2 separate regions of the Astyanax mexicanus genome follow, and region 2 is linked to region 1. The links are chromatin contacts, called in public Hi-C maps. All regions are on one chromosome and are shown on one strand. The core of a region is the stretch at or near the end of the contact, and the rest is flanking DNA. Distances in the headings are between cores, read along the strand shown. Region 1 holds the start of plxnb1b (plexin b1b). Region 2 overlaps plxnb1b (plexin b1b).

Evidence for each region. Hi-C and Micro-C count contacts between places; a contact is called where the count stands out from the background.
Region 2: a Hi-C map of muscle shows a contact between it and region 1, with 18 times the contacts expected there. The contact joins the enhancer-like site here to the promoter of plxnb1b in region 1. A contact is called at or near these places in 2 of 3 Hi-C or Micro-C datasets (both in muscle).

The regions. Positions count from the first base shown.
Region 1 is chr5:12,796,247-12,801,385 of AstMex3_surface, reverse strand. It overlaps plxnb1b (plexin b1b), which reads right to left and starts at 2,897. Exons shown (of 41, transcript XM_015606903.3): 1 at 2,389-2,897.
Region 2 is chr5:12,897,248-12,902,609 of AstMex3_surface, reverse strand. It overlaps plxnb1b (plexin b1b), which reads right to left. Exons shown (of 41, transcript XM_015606903.3): 25 at 5,343-5,362; 26 at 5,013-5,161; 27 at 3,921-4,021; 28 at 3,497-3,714; 29 at 2,359-2,537; 30 at 2,186-2,252; 31 at 1,531-1,677; 32 at 1-127. All of the region lies in intron 5 of lhfpl4a (LHFPL tetraspan subfamily member 4a), which reads left to right. Among protein-coding and RNA genes, the nearest start is that of si:dkey-19e4.5, 10 kb to the left of the region's middle. Within about 2 kb of position 3,584, the one cell type or tissue checked has an H3K27ac peak away from gene starts, as active enhancers do.

The DNA.
Region 1 (5,139 bases), core at 1,648-4,147:
ATTCCTCTGTCACTGAGGACCCACATTCCTGCACATTTTATTGTTTTTGTAACACATTACTTGCTCCAGGACCAGTGTATATTATGGAGGGTTTTTTTTCAATAAGATTCATAAGCCAGAAGCAGAAATTTTTATAATTCAAATCGTTTTGAATCAAAAATCGATTTTGAATCGAATCGTGGCCCCCAAAATCGGAATCGAATCGAATCGTGAGATAGTAATCGATTCCCACCCCTAATTAATACATTAAAATAAATTATTATTAATTTATTTTATATTATACATTATAAACCTGACTATAGTATGTTTGGATTGGTCTATTTTGCAATGCTGCCCCTGTAAATGTTAAAAGGAAAAGCGGAGTTCTAGAAAAGGACAGTAACTATTAAGGATGCACTTGATATTAAATTATATCCGTACCCAATATGACCAATATTTCAAACTGATCACACTACTACAACTGGTCCATGCTGCTTTAAAATTAATTGGTTTAAGCTATCTTTTTAAGTAAAAAAATTGCACCTGCATGTCTACTCTCTGTGTGTTATAAATATGTATATTGCCACTGGCATCAGATTTGGAAGATATGTACATATATAATATCTGATATCAGCATAGGCCTGGAAATTCCCAAATGGGTGTATCCCTACTAATATTTATTGTGTGTGTAATTAGACATTTGTATATATTTCAATGGTTCTTTCCAGCAGAGGACTTACAAAGCAATCAACTATAATGTCTCAATGAGCTATTTCACAATACAACAAAGCATACCTTTTTCCAAATTACCCAGATATCTTAAGCACAAAGCTTGCTCTTGCAACAGAAATGGAGCAGGTCTTTTTTTTATTTAAGACAATCACGACTTGGGGCTTAAATTACCTGAAATTACCTGGGCTTAAAATACCTGTCTGGTTACCATGAGCTAAATGCACACCAGGACAAGAGTATACCATTAGATATATAGATGGGTATTCAATTCAAGGTTATAATACTAATCAAATTCGATCAAAAATATTACTAAGAAGTAGGGGTGTGAGACATTGTATCGTACATCACAATATCTGCAAAAAATTAACAACAAAAAAGTAATATTGCAATGTTCTTGAAAGCAGTCCATTTTGTATGTGTTTTGCCATGTACTGTATTTACTTTCATGTTTGCAGTTTACTTAGATTTGTGGTAGAGTTTTAGTTGCTACACTACATTCCATTCAATTATTTTTGCTATATTTTCTATTCTCTTAAACTGATTTTGTATAAAATAATAGTAGTCTTGGTAAGTTACTGTTAACAGAATAGACAAATGTGTCTAGATTTTTTTTGTTTCTACTGAATGTTTGAAACTGCTTATTCATACTACCACATAATACTATTATTGTCATAGTATAATTTTATAATTGAAAGAAAATCATTTTTGCCAAGATTATCATTATCGCAAAAATACCCTGAAATATCGTGATTTTGTTTAAGGGCCATATCGCCCACCCCTACTACTAAGATGATGTCTGAAATTAGGGGGAAAAAATATAAATCACAGCATGCCTACACATATTCACCTGTGTCTGACCTAGACAGCATGACCAAATATAAAACAGGTTTGCTTTTTGTGCTAAATAACAACACAATAAAGCATTTGTGCGCTTTATGATTGTGACCACGCCCACCGGACGTCAGCACACCTGTGTCATTAAAGCAGAACAAGCAAAGCATGTGACTCCGCCCCCTCAGGAGCAAACAGAGGTCAGTGTCTGTTATTAAAACAGAAATGAACAGAAAATAGGTGAAGATATGAATAGAGTTTACTTATTGTATCAGTATGGAAGGTTAATAGAACTAATTGTTATAAAAAGTAAGAATATGTTCATATGTCCAGTAGTATCCAGCTGTATAACTGACTGTATAGATAAGTGGAAGTTGTGGAAGTAACCTTTTGTAATGTGGACTAGCTACGTCAGAGAAACTTGTGGCTGAAGTTGTAAAATTCACCTTGCAAAGAGGAACAAAACATACTCACTTCAGTGTGCTGGGCAGTTAACTCTTTCTCGGGAGGTTTAAAAGCACATAAACAAACCAAACTTGTACTCTGGACCCCAGTGTAGGCAGACAAGCAGACGGACTTGCTCCCTGACTGACTGACTGACTGGCTGTGTAATGTTAACATGCAACCAACCTGCCCAGCAATAGCCCTATGTAACGTTATAGTAGTCCTCGAACTGGTCTTGTTTCTATATTTTAAACGTTTTTACTACAAACAAACCAAACCACATCAGTCCAGCTGACCCAGGACAGACAGACTATGAGCCCGAAAGCAAGCAGTGTTTTCAGTGCGCTGAAAAAATCCAGTTTAAACAGTTTTAAACACGAAACACAGTCTAGACTCACTCACCTTGAGTCGCGCGCAGCTTTAGCTCCACGGTCTGTTGCTGCTGCTGCTTTTGCTCCCTACTCCCAAACTAAATCCACAGCCCTGTGAAGTGAGCTGAACTGAGGGGGGGAGGCTGCTGGTTGGCGGTGGTGTGTTGGTGGTGGGGGTAGCAGTAGCAAGTCCTCCGGCTTATCCAGTTCATAAGCAGCCGAGAACCTCAAAATCCCTCAAAACGTTTACCAGAAAGCCAGAGCAGAAATTCCACAGTTGTAACAAGTAAAAAAAGTTACTTTTTATATCTGTTCTACTGTTTTCCTTCCCCTTTCGGTCGTTTTTAAAAGAAAGCAAAAAGTCCAAGAATAAGTTGTATTTGCTGTAGTCTTCAGTCCTCAGTTAAAGAAGCGTTAAAAGCGTATTAAACAGGGCAGCGGCTGTTTCTCCTGCTCCTGCGTCTCCTCGCTGCGCGGTGTTAATCACATGGAGCCGGTGAAACACTGGGGCGAATGAAGAGGTTCCGTAGGACTGATTGACCTCCGAAGGGCAGCCCTCCGCGCGTGCAGATCTTAAAGGGGGTGGGGCTTCAACAGCAGGCTGGTGGCCCCCACTCAGACTCCTCAATGGAATCGCTCTTTTTCTTAAAAGGGCCACAGATTGTGTCCAAAGGTTTCATATTACCACTTTAAATACAGCTCTGTAAAAATTAAGAGACCACCTCAGTTTCTGAATCAGTTCCTCTGATTTTGCTATTTATAGCTATATGTTTAAGTAAAATGAACATTGTTGTTTATTTTATAAACTACAGATAACATTTCTCCCAAATTCCAAATAAAAATATTGTCATTTAGATCATTATTTACAAAAAATGAGAAATGAAGATGAAGATATTTCAGCCCTCAAATAAGGCAAAGAAAACAAGTTCATATTTATAAAGTTTTAAGAGAAAACAATATTTGGTGGAATAACCCCGGTTTTTAATCACAGTTTTAATGCATCTTGGAATGTTCTCCTCCACCAGTCTTACACATGTTTTTGGATAACTTTATGCCACTCCTGGTGCAAAAATGCAAGCAGTTCAGCTTAGTTTGATAGCTTTTAATCATCTATCTTCCTCTTGATTATAGAGGATTCTAGAGGTTTTCTCATTTATTAAAATCAAAGAAATTCATGTTTCTTTGATTTATTTTTGAGTCTCTTATTTTTTTTCAAGAGCTGTACATTGTTCATGCAAAAATCATATAGTCTTTAGAGATTAAATAAATAAATAAATAAATAATATAATTTAATAACAATCCAAATTGCTGCAAAACTTAAAATGCATAATGTTATCTCTAAGTCAGATATGTGAATGATTACATGTGTGTTCTATTACAGAAGTAGTGGTATACACTGGAAATTCTAGCATAGGTCTACTGAATTCTTTCACCTGTACACTACATACAGTGTGATGCATTATATGTGTTTGATAGTAAAATATATAGAGAATAAAAGATAATGTTGAGATATTGACCATTTCAAGCTAATGTATGCTACAATTCCCAATGTATACCATAGTGCAATAAGGTGGTGTTGTGTCAGAGGTCCTTTACATGCTCAATTAACTGACATCTTAGCGGGCACATCATGGAACTGAGAGAAGCCAGGTGGTCATTTCAACTAATTGCCCACCAGATACTATATGCTGTCCATCAGACAGCCATTGTCACATTTGTTTGATGTAGTGCGTGAACAAGAATTCTGTACTGCTTTATACTGGAACTGTATTGTCTTCTATTAGGGATCTGATGATGGTCAGGTTTGAGCATGGATGCCTTGTGGTGAGCACTTCAATCCTGCCTTTAGTGGCCCAACTGCTGTTGTGATGATCTAAGAAGCCATCACATATGACAGTTGGCTGCCCCTAGTTGTGATACAAGGGATGTTAACAGTTGGTCATATATTTGTCCAAGACCTACTGCAGCCACATGTGTTGCCTCTCATGGCTGGAGTTCCAGCTGACTTTTTTCAGTAGGATAATGCCCACCCACACACAGCCAGGGTTTCCCAGGAATGTCTCTACCAGATTGAAGCATACTTATTAGCCACCAATTTAGCACCTATGGACCCAGCTGGGACACCAGATTCACTAATATATGAGTGTGTAGGATCCCTACAATTCCATCTACAACATCTGTGATCAAATGTGTTGTAGGATTACCTATGGAACCTGCATGTATTGTTACACAGTTAGATAAAAGGGTAAATAGCCTGTAACATTAGGCTGTCGAACAATTAAACTGTTTTATCTAGACTAATGGAGCTTCATCCAATATTTCTGAGATAAACTGAAGTGATGTTTGGGATCTAGAACTGATTATTTATCATCATTACCTGACCTCCCCAGTGCCCTGGTGCTTAAATGCCACAAATCCTTACACCATCTACACCAGCATCTACTGAGTAAATGGCAGAAGGTAAAGGCTGTTTTAGCAGCAGATGGTGGCATAGTTTTTTTTTTTTTTTTTTTTTTTTTTTTTTTTTTTTAAATGCTATTAGGCATTAAAATGTAATTTCTATGCAGAATATATGTCAGCAAATACACACCTTACACTAATGTTGTTTGGTTTTGTGTTGGCATGCAAGGCTCTGAGCTTCATTCATCTTAGTCAAGTTTTACATATAAATTGATGTATGTTGGTTATTACCTACCCATGTTGCCCCACCCCCAACTCTCCATTATTAAATCAAATCTGCACCCCTGATGTACAGTATATATAAATAACAATTTAACTGCCT
Region 2 (5,362 bases), core at 2,335-4,834, 100 kb before region 1:
AAGTTCCCTTGTAGACTTGGTCTAGAATCTTCTCTTTGACTTGGGTTATTGTGTCACAATCCAGAACTTTAGCAGCAACTGGCTGAGTCTCATTCACTCCCACTCCCTGCATCAGTACATTCACAGTCTAGAAAAGAGAGGAAGTATATTAAATAATATCAAGTACATTCATTTACATGAGCTGCTAATTTATCATATTACGAACACCTCCCTGTTATTACACCCATTGTCCATTATCTAATAACCAGAACTGACCATATAGAAGCACTTTGTAGTTTGTAGTCTATAATTACAGACTGTAGTCCTTCTGTTTATCTTTATTATGTTTTATTCCCTTTATTATACCTTTGTCACCATGTTGTTCTATGGCCAGTGGTGTGTTATGCCTGTACAGTGAGGGGATCAGATACAGCAGTGCTGCTGGAGTTTTTAAACACTGTGTCCACTTAATTTCTAACTGTATTAGATACTCATATACAGCCATGTAGGTGTAAAGTCAGAGACAGAAGCTTATCTCTGTAGCTGCACAGTTTGTGTTGGGCATCCTCTGGTCTATATGTCTGGTTGGTGAATTATTCAGTCCAGCAGTGACAGTTTAAAAATTTCAGCAGCACTGCTGTATCCAATCTACTCATGCCAACACACCACACACCTACCCTTCACCACCTTGTTAGGTCACCACAGTGCTAAAAGTGACATAACAACCAAATAATAGCTTATCTGTGGTGGTCCTGAGGGGTCCTGACCATTGAGCGACAGGCTAAAAGGAAAATAATAAAGTATGCAGAGAAACAGATCCAGAAATACAGTCTGTAATTACAGTACAAAGTGTTCTTATAAGGTCAGTGGAGGTGGATATTAACTGTGTAATAGCTGATAGGTCACTCATTCTACTGTCTAGTTACATTCCTATTTGCTCTATGCTGGTCTTAAGTTTTGTTTAAAAAACACTGATCACTAAAACTGCACACCTGTCTTTGATTTAGACAAATCTCTCACTCTTTGAATCATAACTCTGTATAAACACTGCTAGCCTCTCTTTATAATCTCACCATGAACAGAACTGAAAGAAAACAAATCCTACTCTATTTCTTTAGTATTGTGGTGTTAGTTTTCTTTCATTCCATCATGCTTCAGATAATACAAGTGCATATCTAGGGTCAACATCTCATCCTTTGTTCATCTATTAACCCAATTACAGCATTCCTACTCCCACAGGCAATGGCCACTTAGTCTCATGAGATGTAGAGAGCTTAAGAGTGAAGTTTCAATGTTAATTAAGATTTTGCACAACATATGGCTAAAGCTATTCCACGCTTTTCAAGGACAGAGACCCAAGCTAGCTTACACCCACACTGGAGGGCGTATAAAAAGCCTTTACAGAAGATTTTCACTGAGACGATCACTGAATAAATGGGTTTAAACTAAATTGCAGTGTACTGTACTTGAAGACTCCACTAACCAAATTCAAATGGAGTATATATTTCTATCGAACAGTAAATACAGACAAAAATAAGTTTGAGTTCTAACCAGTGTGCGATACTCCAGGTCCTCTCTCAGTAGCCGGTTATCGTTGAGAGTGTATTTGGCTTTGCCTGTCACTGCGTCCACGGGGCCTTTGTCCACCTGGTGCTTTATGGCTCTAAAGAGCATGTAGAGACACTCCCCTGCAGAGTCCTTTAATGAAAAATTTGATTGATTGTAAACATATTTTACAATTACATAAGCTACCCATACAGTGAAACTAAAAAAATCTTTATTAACACAACAGAACATATCAACAAATATAAAGTTTCAATGCTATATACATACTGTAGTTTATACTGTTTTATATGAAAAAAAAAATTACCTAATAATTTTCAGTGTACCTAGTTCTTCAGTGAATGTTCAATTGTTCAACTCTAAAACTCTAAAATCTTGGCCAAACCTTTTTTCCCTTTTGCTTGAAAATTAGTTTATATCATATGGTAATACATTTTAAAATGAGTGTTCCTTTCTTCTGGGCTCCCCTGGGCGGAAAAAACGCATTCGGTTTTTAGTTTTTTGAACCATTCAGATAATTCTAGTGAACTCAGTGTAATGATGCACTGAATAATTTTCTGAAGAACTGTAAGCATAATGAATTATTGTAAGGTCAGACATTTAAATAATCCTATAAGTGAATTCCTCCTCAACTTGTACTTACCCTCAGGAAAGCATAGAGGCATATAGACATCCAATTGGTCAGAAGTTTCTCCACAACTGTCTCAGTTCTATATGGAACAACCATTAAAAAAATATATGTTAATCCAATGATTTTAGTAGAAATATATTACTGTTGTACCATTGCTGACTAGCCACACTGTCCTATTTGCTCACCTGCGAAGCATGAGTTTGGGGTTCTTGGCAACATACTGCTCCACCAGGTCGTTGAGCAGCGTTTTCAGGATATCAGTGAAGTACTCCAGCTTGCCATGCAGAGCTACAGTGAGCAGAGAGGCCACATAGGCACGATCCCGGGGAGAGAACGTCCTCTGGCTCTCCAGAGTGTGGATGAACTGGGGGTAGAGAGAAAGAAAAGACATATCATACCAAACACAGTCCTGAAGTGATTCTTTTAATCAAACATCAATTTCTAGATTTTTTTATTTATTTTGCATGTAGCTACTAAAGTAAAGCAGTGCATTTCGCCTGAGAAATTGAATAAGATACGATCCAATAGATTTGCTAATGTTTCTGACATTATAAAATACTGTTACCTAAAAACAACAAATGTACTGAATGTTTTTTCCAATTCCATCAAATCCGTATTACCTAAAGCCAGGGTTAAGCTTTGCGATTTGTGTCCTGATTTGAGCCATGATCTCAGTCTGACTCAACCTGTGCTGGTTGGCTCTAGTCTGCAGATTTTTCGTAAGTTGGAGTCGATAGTTGCAGAGAGAATAGATTAATGTGTGAAGGGCACAGTCTCTGATTTGTTGCCTTCTGATTATGGTGCAGATATGTCAGAGCATATCAAACGCATTAGATTTTTTTTGACACAAGTAAAAACTAAACACAAGAAGTTATGGCCACTTTTGGAGACTGGCTATTTTTATTTACTTTTCATGTTTAAGTAAAAGAAAAGCCTCACAAAAAACAGCTCACGAAGCATTTATTCATACTAAAGACTACAACTAGATATTTTAAAATGAATGAAAAAAACTATGAAATGAGACCTTTAAGGTGGAATGCAAAAAATACTAAGCAAACATCTACTGATCCCATTTTGTTACCACAAAATCAATTACTCAAGCTGATTTTCTTGTTTATTTTGTTTTTAGATTGTGCAAATGATGGTACAAATGATAATAGTACCTTGAGGCTCATGTTTAAGGTTTGTGCAGTGTCCAATACCCATAAAAATCAGAAAAACTAAGTAAGTGTGAGATACCCAGTATGTTTATGTGTATCTAATATGACTTACAAAAGTTGTGCAGTACATCCAGAAATGAAGAAAGATAGTACAAGGTGTTACCTTGGTGAGGAAGAGTTTGCTGTTGAGCAGGTTGGAGAGCTGGACAAGGCCCTGCTCCACTGTGGCCCTTCGACAGTCCTGCACGTCCAGATCCCGACGCAGAGGCGACTCCCGATGACCAGGGAAAAAGATCCGCTCAGCGTACATCTTATAATCCAGGAACGGAATCCCAGAGCCCACCAGATCACTGGACATGTCCATCATTTCAGTCATCAGGTCTGGTAAAAAGGTCAACAGCACGGTTATCTCTGTCTCTCAGGGAAAGCTACATTTCACACAATAATAGAGAATGATCACTTAAATAAGATAAGAATAAGAAATAACTCTCTCCACATAGTTAAAAAAATCCCCAGGGTTCAAAACTGCATGCTTAACTACACCTTCTCTTACCCCCTCCCTTCCTCCCTGTCTCCCTCTCTCTCACCTGTAAACTCTTTCTTGCAGCGGTCTCTCACACTGGTCTCCAGATTCTCCAGTTGAATTTGAACCTTCTTGTAATCCCTCAGAGCCTGCTTACTCTTCCTCCTGAGAGAGACAGAAGTGGGGCGCAAAGGGAGCGAGGGAGTGTCAGAGACAGAGATTTAAGTCACGTTGAGGATAAGAAAGCAGCCTAATCTAAAACAACAGACCCCTGGGAGAACTACTATCACACAGAATAGACTCCAGATGTGGAGGAACTCGTATGAGTGACTGTAATTCACACCAAAGGGAAGCCTTAACCCTGCTCACAGGAAATGAGCTACTACAGAGCCAGGCTGTCAATTACATACTCTCACACATGCACATACCCACACACATACACACACACACATTACTGCAGTCAGAATGGGTAAAATGTGTTACAAACAGAAACGGTCCTATATTACATGAAAAACGTTTTTTCTAAAAAGTTGAAAAGTGAAACACTATCAATTCTGTGTAACATGATTTTAACATGTTTAAACATTTAAAGGCAAATCCCTTGTTCAGAGTTACTTACAACAGAATCATGTTACAGAGATAAGTAAGTAAATCTAGGCTAAATGTTATGAATCTTACCATAGGACACTAACTGATACAATACATTGTTCTTATATTTACCCCAACCAATATTTAACAAATGAGGCTTGCTTATTCCTAATTTGATTAACATAAAAGATCCTTTTCTTAAAAAAAAAAAAGAAAACATTACAAAAAAATATAATTCAACATTTTTACATACTTTTTTATAGAAAAAGGACGATATCTATTTTGAAATAGGTGGTTCATTATGATAATTCTTCCTAGTATTATAAAGGAAAGGTTCCATAAAGTCATAATGTTGTTTTCGCCAAATAACCTTGTATTTCACTTTTAAGAGCCATTGAACCTATACTGTGACAAAGTATGACAAACAGTTACCTTTTAATGTTAGAAAAACGTTATCATTAGATCTATGTCATAGTCTTATGACAAACACTTACACACTGGTTATATTTTTAATAGATTAAATTTTTTTGACCACAAAACAAATAGGAATAAAACTCAAGACACACACCTGTAAATAAGCACGATGATCACCACTATCAGGACCACAAGCGCAGCCACCACTCCAACCCCTATCTGAGCCTCCATGGGGAAGGTGGACTGATTTATAGAGTCGTACATTACTCGACCCAGAGTGAAGTTCAAATTCCCCATCTGTACCTGCAGCAAAACATATAACAACCCTGTTACACACTTTCCAAACATATAAATCACACACTCATACAAAAGAACGACAGCTGATTCTCCTTCACCACTAACCATTACACAGTAATTAAGATAACAGTATACACATTAATTCTAAAAAAGAAAACCTTTACTGAGAATTTTTTAGTGAACTTACTGTAAACTCTGGCAGAGCAT